2 separate regions of the Sus scrofa genome follow, and region 1 is linked to region 2. Evidence: chromatin contacts called from public HiChIP or PLAC-seq data. All regions are on one chromosome and are shown on one strand. Each heading gives the region's core, a stretch centred on a gene start, on an enhancer-like site or on the middle of the called end of the contact. The rest is flanking DNA. Distances are from core to core; before and after follow the strand shown.

Region 1 (4,071 bases), core at 720-3,219, 91 kb before region 2:
ATTAAGTAAAGAGAAAAACCACATCCTATCATATATTAATGATTCGAGGGTAGAATGCAGAATCTGCCTAGCCCCCGCCCATCCCAAACATCACACCTCAAAGAATTCTTATGGTGAAGTAGACAGGAAGCTCCCAGAGGTCCATGGCCATAGTTCTTTGCAGCACATGGAAACATTTGAGAAGTCCTGTATTATTATTTCTTTTTTTTTTTTTTTTGTCTTTTTGCTATTTCTTGGGCCGCTCCCGGGCATATGGAGGTTCCCAGGCTAGGGGTCGAATCGGAGCTGTAGCCACCGGCCTACGCCAGAGCCACAGCAACGCGGGATCCGAGTGAGCCGCGTCTGCAACCCACATCACAGCTCACGGCAACGCCGGGTCGTTAACCCACTGAGCAAGGGCAGGGACCGAACCCGCAACCTCATGGTTCCTAGTCGGATTCGTTAACCACTGCGCCACGACGGGAACTCCATGTATTATTATTTCTAATAATTTTAACTTAGAGTCTATTCAGTAACCGGTAAGACTAGAGGAAAAACTGCAGAAGAAAAAAGGTATAGAGAAGACTGAGGGAAAAGGGAGACATCCAATGCAATCGATAATCTGTGGCAAACATATCTGGTTGACAAACCAAACGCCATTCTGCATTCTTTCCTCCTTACTAACAGGATTCTGGTTTTGTTTAGGAAGCTTAGGTAGGCCTCTACTTCAGAGAAGGCTGGTTGGAGAGTGGAAGCCCTTTCCCTGCTCTCTGGAGATGAATCTTAAATAGTCTTAAACCAATCATATTTCTCTTCTACTGATTGGTTAGCAATGGGCATGGGATGCAATTTTAGTCAGTGAGATATGAGAGGAGGTCTGTAGGAGGGAGGCTTTCTGGAAAGGTCGTCTTTGCTCTTTTTTTTTTTTTCAGGGCCTCACCAATGGCCATGGAAGTTCCCAGGCTAGTGGTTGAATCGGATCTGCAACCGCCAGCCTACACCACAGCAACACCAGATCCTAGCCGCACTGCGACCTACACCACAGCTCACAGCAATGCGGTATCCTTAACCCACTGAGCGAGGCCAAGGATCAAACCTGCATCCTCACGGATGCGACTCGGGTTCGTTACTGCTGAGCCACAATGGGAACTCCTGTCTTTGCTCTTAATAAAGGATGCTTGGGAGTCCTGGTGGCTAGCAGTTGGGGACTTGGCGTTGTCACTGCTGTGGCTTGGGTTCCATCCCTGGCCCGGGAAATTTTGCATGCTGCTGGTGAGGCTAAAGAAAAAAACATTAAATGATAGTTGGAAAGATAAAAGGTCAACCAATTCAAAGCTAAGAATGCATTTAACTAATGGAGTTCCCGCAGCATCTGGGTCTCTCGTATTAAGTCCTAACTGACCCGATCACGTGTGTGAGACCATGTGGGTCGTTTGCGATTAAGTACATCCATTGACTGGTCAGTGAACACTTAGCAATGGTCTCACAATACCCTTTCTCTAAGTATGAAAAGAAAATCCTGAAAAAAAAAAAATCCTAAAAAATGGTTTCAGTCTTTTTCCACGTAGAATCCAGCCTTGAAACCAAGTTCAAAAAAAAAAAAAAAAAAAAAGTTTTCCTCCCTCCCCAAAGCAGCAAGGGGTAATTGGATCCACCGCCACGTAGGAGCCTCTACTGGTCCTAAATCCGGAGAGTCTCGAGGGGCAGGCGGAGACCTTAGGGTTTGCTTGGGCAGCAAAAGTTTTCTTTTCCAACTTTGGGCCGAAGCCCAGTCCCGAGGAGTTCACGATTTCTCCCTCGGGGACGGGTCCCCTTTGAACTTGCCAGAAGGCCCGCCTCTTCCCGGGCGGGCCGGCTCACTGGCCCGGCGGCGCAGGGAGCAGCAGGCCGGTCCTGGCTCGCGGCCGAGGCTCCTCCCCTCCCTCGGATGTGGCCGCGGGGCGGGGGGCGGGAGAGAGGGGGGTGGCTGCTGCCGGGGGAGGGCCGGGAGTCTTTTCCACGTTTGCAAACGCCGCCGAGCGCCCGGGCTCGCCCCACGCGCCCGAGCTCTGTGCGCCCTCGCCGGCTCCGCGCCGCGCCCCCTCCTCTCCTCGCTGCCCCGGATGGCGGTCAGGGCCCGGAGTTGGCGGCCCCCGCCCCCGCCGCTGCTCCTGCTCCTGCTCTGGGTGACGGGGCAGGCGGCCCCCGTGGCGGGCCTGGGCCTGGGCTCCGACACCGAACTGCAGATCGAGCGGCGCTTCGTGCCCGACGAGTGTCCGCGCACCGTGCACAGTGGCGACTTCGTGCGCTACCACTACGTGGGGACGTTTCCCGACGGCCAGAAGTTCGACTCCAGGTACCGCGCCCTGCGCGCCCGGCTCCGGTTTGGAGGCTGCAGCGCCCGCTCTCCCGCTTCCCGCTCTCCGGAAAGGCCTTTCCCTCCCGACGGACCTCCCCCAGCCCCGCCCAGCGAACCCGCGCTCCTCCCTCTCGCTCCTTCTACCCCCAAACTTCCCCGACCCTTAATCTCTCTGCCGGGTTGAGGGGGCGAGCCTCCCGATTCTTTTGCTCCTCTGGTCCGCCTGCTTGGGGCTGGAATCTCTAGGACCTTGCGCCGCGGGGTTGGGACAAATCACGCCCTTCCTCCCTGCCCAGCGCATCGACATAGGCGAGCTCTGTGTAAAGTTGGCAGTCCGCGAGCAGACCCCCAAGTGTAAATGTTGGTGTCCCCTTGCCATCTCCTTTTCCTGTTCCTTCCGGGATGGCACTCGAGCGGCTAGTCAGACAGACCTCTCCATGATGATGGCGATAGTGGTGGTGGTGATGAAAGTGCTGATAGCAGCCGCGAAGGTTTAGGGAGCTGTTACAGTGCGCTGGGGTGGTTCTAACTGCTTTCCATGTAGTGAACTCATTTACTTCTTCCAGTTCTCCCAGGTAAGTACTCTCATCACTCTCATTTTGCCAGTGAGATATCTTGAGGCCATTGAGGCCAAGAAACTTGTTTCAGTGGAATCATTTTGAAACTCAGACCATCCAAGGCAGGAGTCTGTGCCTGTTAACTACCACTGCCGCCCCCCCGCCATCTCCCCCCCTTATGGCCTTCCAAAAACTTCCCTTAGCAGGGGGCAGTCCAGAGTAAGTCACTCAGCTCTGCCCTGTGGTCGTGCACCATGCCGGCGATTCCTGCCCTAAGCTCTGCCCCAAGAGCACAGCACCTCTCCCAGCTTCTCTCCAGTTTAGTTTTAGGGTTAACAGGCCTCTTCTCCTCCAGCTCCAGGCTGCTGTCCTCCCTGAGACTTTGTCACAATCCCAGGTCGGTGCCCACATGTCTCTCAGTGTATCACCAAATGAAGCAGAGACAAAATTTGTTGAGTGTCTGCTCTGTGCTCTAGGCTGGGCTAAGCTCATTCCTGAAGCTGTCTTTTAAAAAATAATCTTAGCCTCTCTTACCTTTTTTGAAATTCCAGACAATGAGTGAATATACAAAAGGTGTTTAATATACTATGTGACACATAGCGAGTGCTTAGAAATAGTTATTCTCAAAAAATAAAAAGTAGTCATTCTCACTACTGTTTTAGTTGCTTCTTTTTTTAAAAAACAGCTTTGAGATATAAATCACATTCCATACAATTCATCCATTTAAAGTGTACAAGTCAGTGGTTTTTAGAATATTCATAGAGTTGTGCAACCATCACAACCTTAATTCCAGAGCTTTTTTTTTTTGGTCTTTTGAGGGCCGCACTCGCAGCATTTGGAAGTTTCCAGGCTAGGGGCTGAATCAGAGCTTTAGCTGCCAGACTACACCACAGCCACAGCCACACCAGATCTGAGCCTCGTTTTTGACCTACGCTGCTGCTCACAGCAATGCTGGGTCCTTAACCCAATGAGCAGGGTCAGGGATTGAACCTCATCCTCATGGATACTAGTTGGGTTCTTTTTTTGTGTGTGTGTGTCTTTTTTCCATTTCTTGGGCCACTCCCGTGGCATATGGAGGTTCCCAGGCTAGGGGTTGAATTGGAGCTGTAGCCACCGGCCTATGCCAGAGCCACAGCAACTCGGGATCTGAGCCGCATCTGCGACCTACACCACAGCTCACGGCAATGCCAGATCTTT
Region 2 (3,544 bases), core at 440-2,939:
GCCAATAGCAAACAACAAATAGTTTCTTTGATCAATGAGGACATATGACTGAAGCTAAGTATTTTAAGTATACAAACCTGAAGTGATATTATTTAAATCTGTCAAAAATTGTTAACCCCAGAAGTCCCCGCATGCACTACATTATCAGGCGTAAACATGGGACTATTCACTCCAGTAAATATATCAGAATGCAACTCACTGAGGAAATTGTCTTGATGGGACCTAATTAAAACACAAAAATGGGAGTTCCTGTTGTGGCTCAGTGGGTTAAGAACCCGACGAGTATCTGTGAGGATGTGGGTTAGGACCCTGACACCACTGCTCAGAGGGCTAAGGTGGCAGGTGCGGTTGCTATGGTTGAGGAGTAAGTAGGCCCACTGCCACAGTTCCTCCGATTTGACCCCCAGCCTGACAATTTCCACATGCCTCCGGTGCAGCCCGAAAAAGACAAACAAAAAACCCTGCAGAAATAAAAACATCCCCACTGTTGGAGCATTATAATACAGTACCTCAAACGGGGTTCTTCAAACACTTTTTTTTTAGGCATGTGTAAGTTCCCCGGCCAGGGAACCCCAGCCTTAGCAGCCACCGGTCCGCTGCACTGACAATGTCAGGCCCTTAAATCGCTGAACCACAAGGGAACTCCCAAACACTCTAATACTAGAAATAAATTTCAAAAACGTTATGTAAAAGGTTTGGGGGTGGTGGTAAAAAAATGAACACAAATACTTTCCGGCAGTTTGGGACACGAAGGAATAACATTCAAATAGAAAACTATTCTGAACTCCAACCAGCATTCCTCTAATCACCCACTGAGGAGTTACATCCTTTCATAATGGAACTCATCCTCGCCACGGTGCAAAAACAACTCAGTCGTAACTGGGCTGCAGCAACGGTCTGCGCAGGACGGAGGAAGGAGGGAGAAACCTGCCCAGAAAGTTCCGCTTATTTCTAGAAAAACACGAGGGGCGCCTCGGGAGGTAGCCCGTTTCACACATTAGCTGCCTTTTTGTTTCAAATGGAGACGAAACAAAGCCCACGGGAAGCCTCGTGCCGCCGCTGAGGGTCCAGACCAGGTCACCGCAGGGTCGCCGCACGCGGGGCGAAAGGGTCCCCTGAAGGCCCCTCAAATTCCAGCAGCGGCCGCCGCGGGAAGGCGAGGCCGGAACAGACCACCGCGGCCCCCCAAGCGCTCCGGCGAGGAGCCTCGATACTCACCATCTCGATGATCTTGGTCTTCCGGCCCGTCTTCCTCCTCAAGGTGAATATGTACTGGGCCAGCACCACCCCTGCCACCAGGGCGCACACGCTGGCGCTCGCTACCGCGCCCACCCTCGCCACGGCCGCTCGGTCCATGGACGGGTCCTCCTGTGCCTCCCGCTGCAAGAGAAGAGGTCGCTGGACGGCTGCAGGCCTCAGAGCCGCAGGCTGGCGGAGAAGCCTGGACCCCCGGCCTGGCCCCGCCCCCCAGGAAATCCCCGCCCCAATGGAAAGCCCCGCCCACAGACGCCTGAGCCGGGGAACCCAAGGGGGCTAGGGAGCCTGGTCTGCGTGGGAGGCCGAGGAGGGAAGCTTGTCTTCTCAGAGACAAGCGGTTGAAGAATTGTGCAAGGACAGAAAAGGGGAATTGTATTAATTCTCTCTCTGCTAATGAGGGCCAGGCAGTGGTTCATTCCAGCCCTGCCCGATAGAAATCTGATTGCAAACAAGGTACACCGGTAAAAAAATCCTCCGCCCTCCTGAGACCTCAGGACTACAACCCCCAGAAGGCATGGCGGCTCAGCAGTCTGATTTGCGCAGTAGCTTGGCTTTAAAGTGCTACGACAAACTGCAGGGTGCAGTAAAGGATAAAACAGTAGAAAGGCGACCTATAGAATGTGAGAAAAAAAAATTGCAAACCGTGTATTTGATAAGGAGTTAACACCCAAATTATATTAAAGACTCCTGTACGTGAAGAACACAACAACAAAAAACATCTCCATTAAAAAATAGACAATAGATGTAGTTCCCCTTGTGGCTCAGCGGGTTAAGAACCCAACTGGTATCCATGAGGATACAGGTAGATCCCTGGCCTCACTGAGCGGGTGAAGGATCTGGCCTAGCGGCAAGATGCGATGTAGGTCACAGGTGTAGCTCAGATCTTATGTTGCTGTGGCTGTGGTGTAGGCTGGCAGCTCTGGCTCAGATTCAACCCCTGGCCCAGAAACCTCCATGTGCTGAAGGTGCGGCCAAAAAAGAAGCTTATGAAAAGATACTCAATATCACTAACCGTTAGGATCACTAATCATTAGGAAGATGCAAATCAAAACCACATCAAGATATCAGTTCATACAAGTTAAGATGATCATTGTCAAAAAAAAAATGTAAAGTTAAAAGTGTTGGTGAGAAGTTCCCTGGTGGTGCATGTTAAGGATCTGACTATGTCACTGCTGGTGCAGGTTTGACCTCTGGTGAAACAATGTCCACATAGCGCAGATGTGGCAAAAAAAAAAAAAAAAAAAAGTGCTGCTGAGGATGTAGAGAATTGAAACCCTTGTGCACTGTAGGTGGAAATGTAAATTGGTGTAGCCACTGTGGAAAAAGCGCGGAGGTTCCTCAAAAAAATTAAAAACAATTATATGATCCAGTATTCAGAAGAAGTTAAAAGCAGGTACTCAAATTTAAGCTCTCCCATGTTCACTACAGCGCTATACGTAATAGCCAAGCCATGGAGACAACCTAAATGCTCATTGACAGATAAATGCACAAAGAAAATGTGGTAAATGTGATACCTACATCAAATGAATACTATTTAGCCTTTAAAACAGGGGAGTTCTGCAGAATTTGACAATACAGATGATTCTTGAGGACATCATGCTAAGATAAATAAGACATTCATTAAAAAGACAAATGCTGCATTATTCCATTTATATGAGGTAGTTGAACTCAGAAACAGAAAGAGTGGTGGTGGAGGGTTCTGAGGAAGAGGAAATGGGGGAGTCTTCAGCGAATGTTGTTTCAGTTTTGTAAGATGAAAAAGTTCTAGAGGTCTGTTACAGAACTATGTGTCTATATATATGTGTATATATATATATATGTATATATATATTTTAAGGGCCACATATGCATCATATGGAAGTTCCAAGGCTAAAGGTAGAATTAGAGCTGCAGCTTTCAGCCTATGCCACAGCCACATCAATGCTGAATTTGAGCCATGTCTGCCACCTACACCACTGATCACAGTAACCCTGGATCCTTTAACCCACTGAGTGGCACCAGGGATCAAACCCGCATCCTCATGGATACTAGTCAGGTTCTTAACCTGATGAGTCACAGCGGGAACTCCCTTATATGCCTATCCTTAACACTACTGTACTTTACCTTTTAAAATAGATACATTGGTAAATTTTATGTGTTTTATACAACTCACGTTAAAAAAAATTGCTATGACAACAGAATAAAGATGGAGCAAGGAGGTGTTTGTCCTTTTCCCGTTACATCCCAATCAATCATTGCCTCTTCCATCATTTCCCCTTTATGAGTAGCAGGACTTGTTCTCACTGGC

What was found. HiChIP or PLAC-seq counts read pairs in DNA pulled down with a chosen protein or histone mark.
Region 1: an H3K27ac HiChIP or PLAC-seq map of skeletal muscle shows a contact between it and region 2. The contact joins the promoter of FKBP9 here to the promoter of NT5C3A in region 2. A contact is called at or near these places in 1 of 5 promoter capture datasets (liver), 21 of 47 Hi-C or Micro-C datasets (alveolar macrophages, blood, embryonic fibroblasts and 9 more) and 2 of 2 datasets of contacts at active chromatin or transcription factors (alveolar macrophages and skeletal muscle).

What each region holds. Positions count from the first base shown.
Region 1 is chr18:40,530,157-40,534,227 of Sscrofa11.1, reverse strand. FKBP9 (FK506 binding protein 9) reads left to right here and starts at 1,969. Exons shown (of 10, transcript NM_001252232.1): 1 at 1,969-2,314. The coding sequence starts at 2,082.
Region 2 is chr18:40,439,035-40,442,578 of Sscrofa11.1, reverse strand. NT5C3A (cytosolic 5'-nucleotidase 3A) reads right to left here and starts at 1,689. Exons shown (of 9, transcript XM_003360167.2): 1 at 1,219-1,689. The coding sequence starts at 1,356.